Linked DNA regions of Oryzias latipes: region 2 is linked to region 1. The links are chromatin contacts, called in public Hi-C maps. All regions are on one chromosome and are shown on one strand. The core of a region is the stretch at or near the end of the contact, and the rest is flanking DNA. Distances in the headings are between cores, read along the strand shown. Region 1 holds the start of ate1 (arginyl-tRNA--protein transferase 1). Region 2 has its middle 57 kb from the start of wdr11.

The links. Hi-C and Micro-C count contacts between places; a contact is called where the count stands out from the background.
Region 2: a contact with region 1 is called in a Hi-C map of embryo, with 2.4 times the contacts expected there. The contact joins the enhancer-like site here to the promoter of ate1 in region 1. A contact is called at or near these places in 4 of 5 Hi-C or Micro-C datasets (embryo and fibroblasts).

What each region holds. Positions count from the first base shown.
Region 1 is chr15:29,132,525-29,135,681 of ASM223467v1, reverse strand. It overlaps ate1 (arginyl-tRNA--protein transferase 1), which reads right to left and starts at 1,722. Exons shown (of 11, transcript XM_011484750.3): 1 at 1,560-1,722. The coding sequence starts at 1,668. LOC101173087 (delta-1-pyrroline-5-carboxylate synthase) reads right to left here. Exons shown (of 17, transcript XM_023963374.1): 15 at 3,078-3,157; 16 at 2,698-2,980; 17 at 1,951-2,617. The coding sequence ends at 2,436.
Region 2 is chr15:29,307,936-29,311,092 of ASM223467v1, reverse strand. No RefSeq gene overlaps it. Among protein-coding and RNA genes, the nearest start is that of wdr11, 57 kb to the left of the region's middle. Within about 2 kb of position 1,687, at least 1 of the 8 cell types and tissues checked has an H3K27ac peak or open chromatin away from gene starts, as enhancers often do. A contact at or near this core is called in embryo, where this site is marked.

The sequences.
Region 1 (3,157 bases), core at 473-2,972:
TGCTGACTTTTGCGATACGGATATTGCACTGCTTGATAATGCGATAACAATAAATTTGCGGTATGTTGTGCAGGCCTACTATAGACTGTAAAAACAATGGAGGAATGGAGGTGTGACGTCACCCACAGACAATGCCTTACCTGCGGCTCTCGCAAAATGAGGCTGAATCCCTCACTGCTGCTTCCTGATACGGGCGCCGCCATGTTGAGGCCAGTCGACAGAGATTGGTCCGAGTCATCATATCGATGGCAATGGTGACAGTAGATGTAATAGATACGATGACTCAGGACCAAAACCCAGTCGACTGGTTTGAACATGGCGGCGCCCGTATCAGGAAGCATTCGTACTTCCTGTTTGGGCACATGAGGTTGGAGGGGTTGGGCTGTCCATTGTTACAGTCAATGAATGTAACACAACCAGATTAACACTCCTGACTTGGATCAGACAGGAGATCTTACCGGGGCTCATTGGCGGCATTAGCAGCTGAATGAAGACTAAATATAGTGGACCTTAACCTCTGACATCAGTATGATCTCCACAGGAAATCCCATTTCTAAGGTTATAAAATGTCTTTTACACAGTGTTCAAAAACATAAATATACCTAGTAATATTCAAATTTTCCACCATATTTATGTATAGATGCTGCCTGAAAAGTTATACAACCACATGTAATTTCTGACAGGATCCTGTTTTATATAAATGTCTCCGGTTAGAGAAGAAAATAAAAAAGTAGCCATTAAACAAAAAGCGATCAGAACTAATGATCACCTCTGGATAACAATGCTGCAAACAACTGATAAAAGTGCTTAAATGTACTTAACAGAAATATCAGTTGGTTGATTTTTGTACATTTAACAAACATTGTAAAGAAACGTAGAGGTTTAATTGTTAAACTAATTCAATTTGATTCAATAAATATAGATTCATAATTTTTCTTTTTATTATTTTAACTAATTTAAAGGTGCCATTTTTGTTAGCTTAGATATGAATCCTTATATTTTAAATGAATTTTTACATTAAAAAATGGTTCTACGAGATGAACTTGACTGTTTTAACCAGTTTCATATTTTGATTTTTTTTTAAAAAACTTTATTAAACCACATAAGTTTTACATGGAGGACCAGTACCAATGGTTCGGCACCGCCCGCGTTAGTCCGCATAGACTCGTTTTCGGATGTAAAGTAGTTCTTCTTGAAGGGAAACTTAACTTTTTGAAAGGGAGACTTTTCTTTAGAAATTTTATTTTTTTCTTGGGGAAAAAACACAAAAAACGACCAGCAGCATGATGCTAGGAGCTAACACACGACTAGTTTAGTAATCCAACGCCGTCTATATAAAGGTCTATTTTATGTATACACTGTGAGCAACATGCACATAATGTGTTTATATGTTTTATAAAACTTGCACGCGCACACGGACTGCTCATGTAGCTTAAGTACCAACGGCTAACATTTCTCCCCACAGCTGAGCCGGTGACTTCAGAGGCTAGCTTCATGAAGCTAGCTCGTTAGCACAACATGTAATCTACGGCCGCGTTTCTACGTGACAAATAAATTACCATGAGAGAAGTTTCCTTTGTCATTTTTGCAGTAACCGCAGCGGTATCCGTCATCCCCACCGAAGTATTCCACTATGGTATAGGAGGAGTCCCCTGCCATCTTCACCATCAACGCAGGACACACAGCTGACTTCGACAGGTCAAAGGGCGACCACCGGAAACTCCGCCCACATTCCATGCGTCACCACTGATGCCTTCAGAGGTCGTGGGAACTTGGAAAATGTCAATATGTAGGAAGATTTTCTTTATTTCACAAAAACCATTAGTAGTTACCGCCTGAACAGTGATACTATAAAACTAGTTTAATTTTTGTGACAAAGAAAAACGCAAATGACCACAAAGCTGCCATAATAAAGAGTTTTGTCATAAATATAAAACCACAAAGTCATGATTAAGGAAGTATTCACAATATTTATTAAATTATCTGTGCAAAAAGGGACAAACCAAATCAGAACCAATATGCCACACAAAATAAAACTGCAGTTTTTTGAGTGTTAGGAATAATCTGAATGTATAAAAAATACATTATAAAAATACCAGGAGGTGTAACCATCATTCTCCATTTTTATCTTAAAATAATAGATTCACAGGGAAAAATCTTGTGCATTAAATGCAATCTTTCATACTTTAGCATGACATTAATATGAGTTTCCTCTTATCAAATCGCCGTTTCAGGAGGTTTGTATATATTTAAAGCACAGGATCACAGGTTTATGGAGAACTTTGACCAATCGAGTCAAAGGAGTAGCATCTGTTCTCCGTTGAATTCACTTCTGAACCTTTGAAGTGGACTCACACAGGTGATGAAGCAGCAGATGACAGACCACTGGCAGTAACAAAACAGTTTATTCTCTTTAAGGACAGCTTTCTGTGCACCTAACGAAAACCGCCTTGAGGAACTGGGATGTTTTCATGTAGATATTTCATACTGCCTTGCTCAGAGAAGTCTGATACAGTCTGTCCCTCTCCCCGAAGAACCCATTTGGTGGTGAGGAGACCCTCCAGACCCACGGGGCCTCTGGCGTGAATCCTTGCTGTGCTTATGCCGACCTCGGCCCCTTAACGAGAACGTAAAAGTGCCGCTTGAACACAAAAGTAAATCAATGACCAGAAATGTGTCAAAATAACGCATACCCACCCAGGCCAAAGCGGTACCCATCAGCAAAGCGAGAGCTGGCGTTCCAAAAAACGCAGGCGCTGTCCACCTGCTGTAAGAACTGTTCAGCTGTTTCCTCGTTCTCCGTGACGATGACGTCCGTGTGGGAGCTGCCGTATTTGTGGATGTGGTCCACGGCGTCCTGCATGCCGTCCACCACCTCAATGCAGCATTCGAGGTCGCCGTATTCGGTGCGGAGAGACTTCACCTCAGACGGGCTGAAAGTTAAATAAGATGCGAACCGCGGACCTGCATGGATTTTTACCTGAAAGAAGACAAAAAGCTCACACACTACTGTTGTACTTAACAACTTTCTGGACCTCCATGAGCTCCACACTTCAGTGTGTGCGTAGGTTTCTTACATGTTCCTGTCTCAGCATATCAATGATCTGGTCAAACATAGGAGTTCGCAGTAAATCTCTGTGAATTAGGAGGGTCTCCA
Region 2 (3,157 bases), core at 438-2,937, 180 kb before region 1:
AAGTGTGTTAATGTTCCACTAGGTGGCAGTAGAGCACCAGCAGTTGGACTAACTTTTTCACCAGCAGCTGAGAAGAAAAGCAAACTGAAGTCCTCATTAACAGCTTCATTCATCTGAAAGCAGTGAAACGTTTCTTTCTGTGAGCCGCATTTCTCTGTGCAGAATTCAGGCGAATGTCATGATGGCGCCCGGCGTTTGTGCAGGAAGGAGCTGCATGGTCCTCCTATCACCAAGATGATCTGTCAGTGGCACCACCGTGTGCTGCCTAATCTGGGAACCATCGTGGCGGCTGCCTCATTCAGCACGCTCCGTGGAGGGGATCTCCTGTCCACCGAGGGCAGGAGATAAGCACCAGGAGGGCCTCCTCCTCAGAAACGCCGCCCCGCTCCGCAAAAGTCCAAAAGATGGGAAGGAACTGCTTAAAGTTGGTGCTGACAGTGGTTTATGGAGGCCATAAGGAGGTAATCCCCTCTAATAGGAAGGTCAAACTGCTGGAGGTGAAGGCAGCCGTGCACGTGCACACACAGACTGAGGGACGTGCGTGTCCTGCTCTGTATGCGTGTGCACATGCAGCAGTAAAAGAAAGCCCATGAACCCAGAAACAAAGGGCAGATTTTCTTTTTCCTGGAGGAGAGGGAGATAGAGCTTCTCCAAATGCCACCATGGGTGCTCTAATGCCCCCTTTGTTCACCTCCTTAATTCTATTATGGAAGTGGAGGAGGAATCCCAGCTTCCTTCCCCTTTTTGCACCCCGTCCTCACGCTCCTGCTGTGGAGCGTCCGGCAGCAGAAAAGAGGATCCTCTGAGATTCAAGGAAACACTCAGAGTTTTTTTTCCAAACATAAATTTAGTGTCAGAGACTCTGAACACATTTGAACACAGAAAACGTTCATGTCTGCCTGAAGAAATCATAGCAGAAAGTTTCTGCGTCCACAGAAAGTAAACCAGTGTTATGATTATGACTCTTTCAGTTTAGTGACAGAAAACAAAGAAATTAAACAATAAACAGCTGACTGATGCATGAAAAAATCCATTTAGAAGTTTATTGTTTATTGATTAATGATGCATGAACTAACTAACACTATGAAGTGTTAACGCTCCCCCTCCCCTTGCGTAAATGCTTGAAGCAGAACAGGAGGATGAAGACAGAAGCCCCCCCCCCCATCGTTCGGTGGCTAATGGGGGCAAAGATTCACTGATGTCCCGCCTGATTACATTAAACAATCATTTGGAACACAGTCTGAGAGATCTGCAGAGATTTGCAAATCATCCATGACCCCCCCCCCCCCCCCCCCCCCCTGATGTTCTGCCAGGCTGGGGGGGGCAGGACCAGACCTTCAGGCCCTGCAATGACTTGGTTCATATCCACTAATGCTCCCCCCCTCTCCTCTGAGACTTGGCCTTAAATCCTTTTGGGCACCATGTCACTGCTTCAGCAGCATACCCCCCCCACCCCCCCCCCCCAGAGACCCTAATCCCCACAGCCTGGGAACGAGTCCAACTCCGAGGTCTTTCAAACGCTTTTTAGCCTGTACATTATTAGATGCTATGACTTACACTTGGGAACATGTGGAAGGAAAACACGGCAGTGATAAATCTGAAATAATGAAACGGCTCTCTAAGTGGAACCAGCCGCTCTCTGATGACCAACAGTCAGAGAAACCTGATCGGCCTGCAGAGCTGCTGCAGGCAGACCGACGCTGTGGCTCAACCTGATGTGGAGCTGATTGGAGCTCTGGGACCTGAACGCATTCCTGCAGCTCCAGAGGACAACAGGAAGACGGTGTGTGTGACAAGGTGTTACTGAGACCTTTAACGGCCAGCGCCACCGGCCGTGGCGTGCGGGGGCGGTACGTACCATGACTTGTGGTGACGGGAAGGGTAGCGGCCGGCTGTTGAGCTTCCAGTTAGTTCAACTTGCAAACCCAGATGGGACAAAAACAGTTTTTTTGTTTGTCCTCTTGAAAAGAGAGTGAAAGTCTGTCATCCTGAGAGGTTCATTGGAACAAATAGAAAATCAAGAAATCCACTGTGAAGGATTCGTATACATTTATTTACATTTTATTGAAGGACATAAGAATTCAATCCCTCTTGCTGGAAAGACTCAGTGGTAAACCCTCATTAGCAGCACAGAGGTCAGATGTTTCCTGTAGTTGGTGAGCAGCTTTCTGCACATATCAGGAGGATTTCTGCTCCTCTCTTCTTCACAAATGACTTCTAAATCATTCAGATTTGGTGGCTGTCGCTTAGAAACTCTGAGCTTCAGCTCTCTACAGGTTTTCCGTAGGACTGAGGTCCAGAGACTGGATGGACCGCTCCAAGACCTTGATCTGCTTCTTCTCCAGTCGTTCCTTGGTTGTTTGTTTTGGGTCATTCTCCTGTTGGAAGGCCCATCCAGCCTCCATTTAAAGCCTCCTGGTTGAGGAAAGGAGGTTCTCTCTCAGGGTTTGATGGTACATGGCTCCGCCCACCCCCCCATCCACACAGTGCAGAAAAACACCCCCAAACCATAATGCTTGCACCTCCGTGCTTGACAGTGGGGATGGTGTTCTTGGGGTCATAGTCAGCATTTCTCTTCCTCCAAAGACGACGGGCTGAGTTGATGCCAAAGAGCTCCATGTTGGTCTGATCTGACCACAGCTCCTTCTCCCAATCTCTAAATCACGAAGGAGTTCATTGACAGACTTCAGGTGGGTCTGCTGCACATGTGCCTTCTTAAGCTGGAGGACTTTGCAATCTCTCCAGGATGTGAAACCGTTGCTGTGTAAAGTATTCCCCTTGGTTTTCTTGCTGACTGTGGTTCCAGCTGCTGGTTGATCATCAGCCGTGATGTTTCAGGCCAATTTCTCGACCTTTAGAACGACAGACTGTCAATTTCCTTTGAGATGGACAAATCTACAAAATGAACAAGGGATCAAATACTTGACTGTAAATGACCAAACTTTGACAGAAATCCTGCTGTCTTGATGCTAATGAGGCTCAAACAGACTTGGTTTTAGCTGAATGTCGTCCTGCAGCGTGGGGGCCTCCCAGCTCTGCAGCCGTTACAGAGACCCTCCGTTTGAAGGCAGAGATGGGAATTCCTGGCCGCTTAAATGAAAAAGCTGTGGGTTGATTAGCGAGTACGCGGGCTAAAGAGAGACGGCGTGCAGCAGAG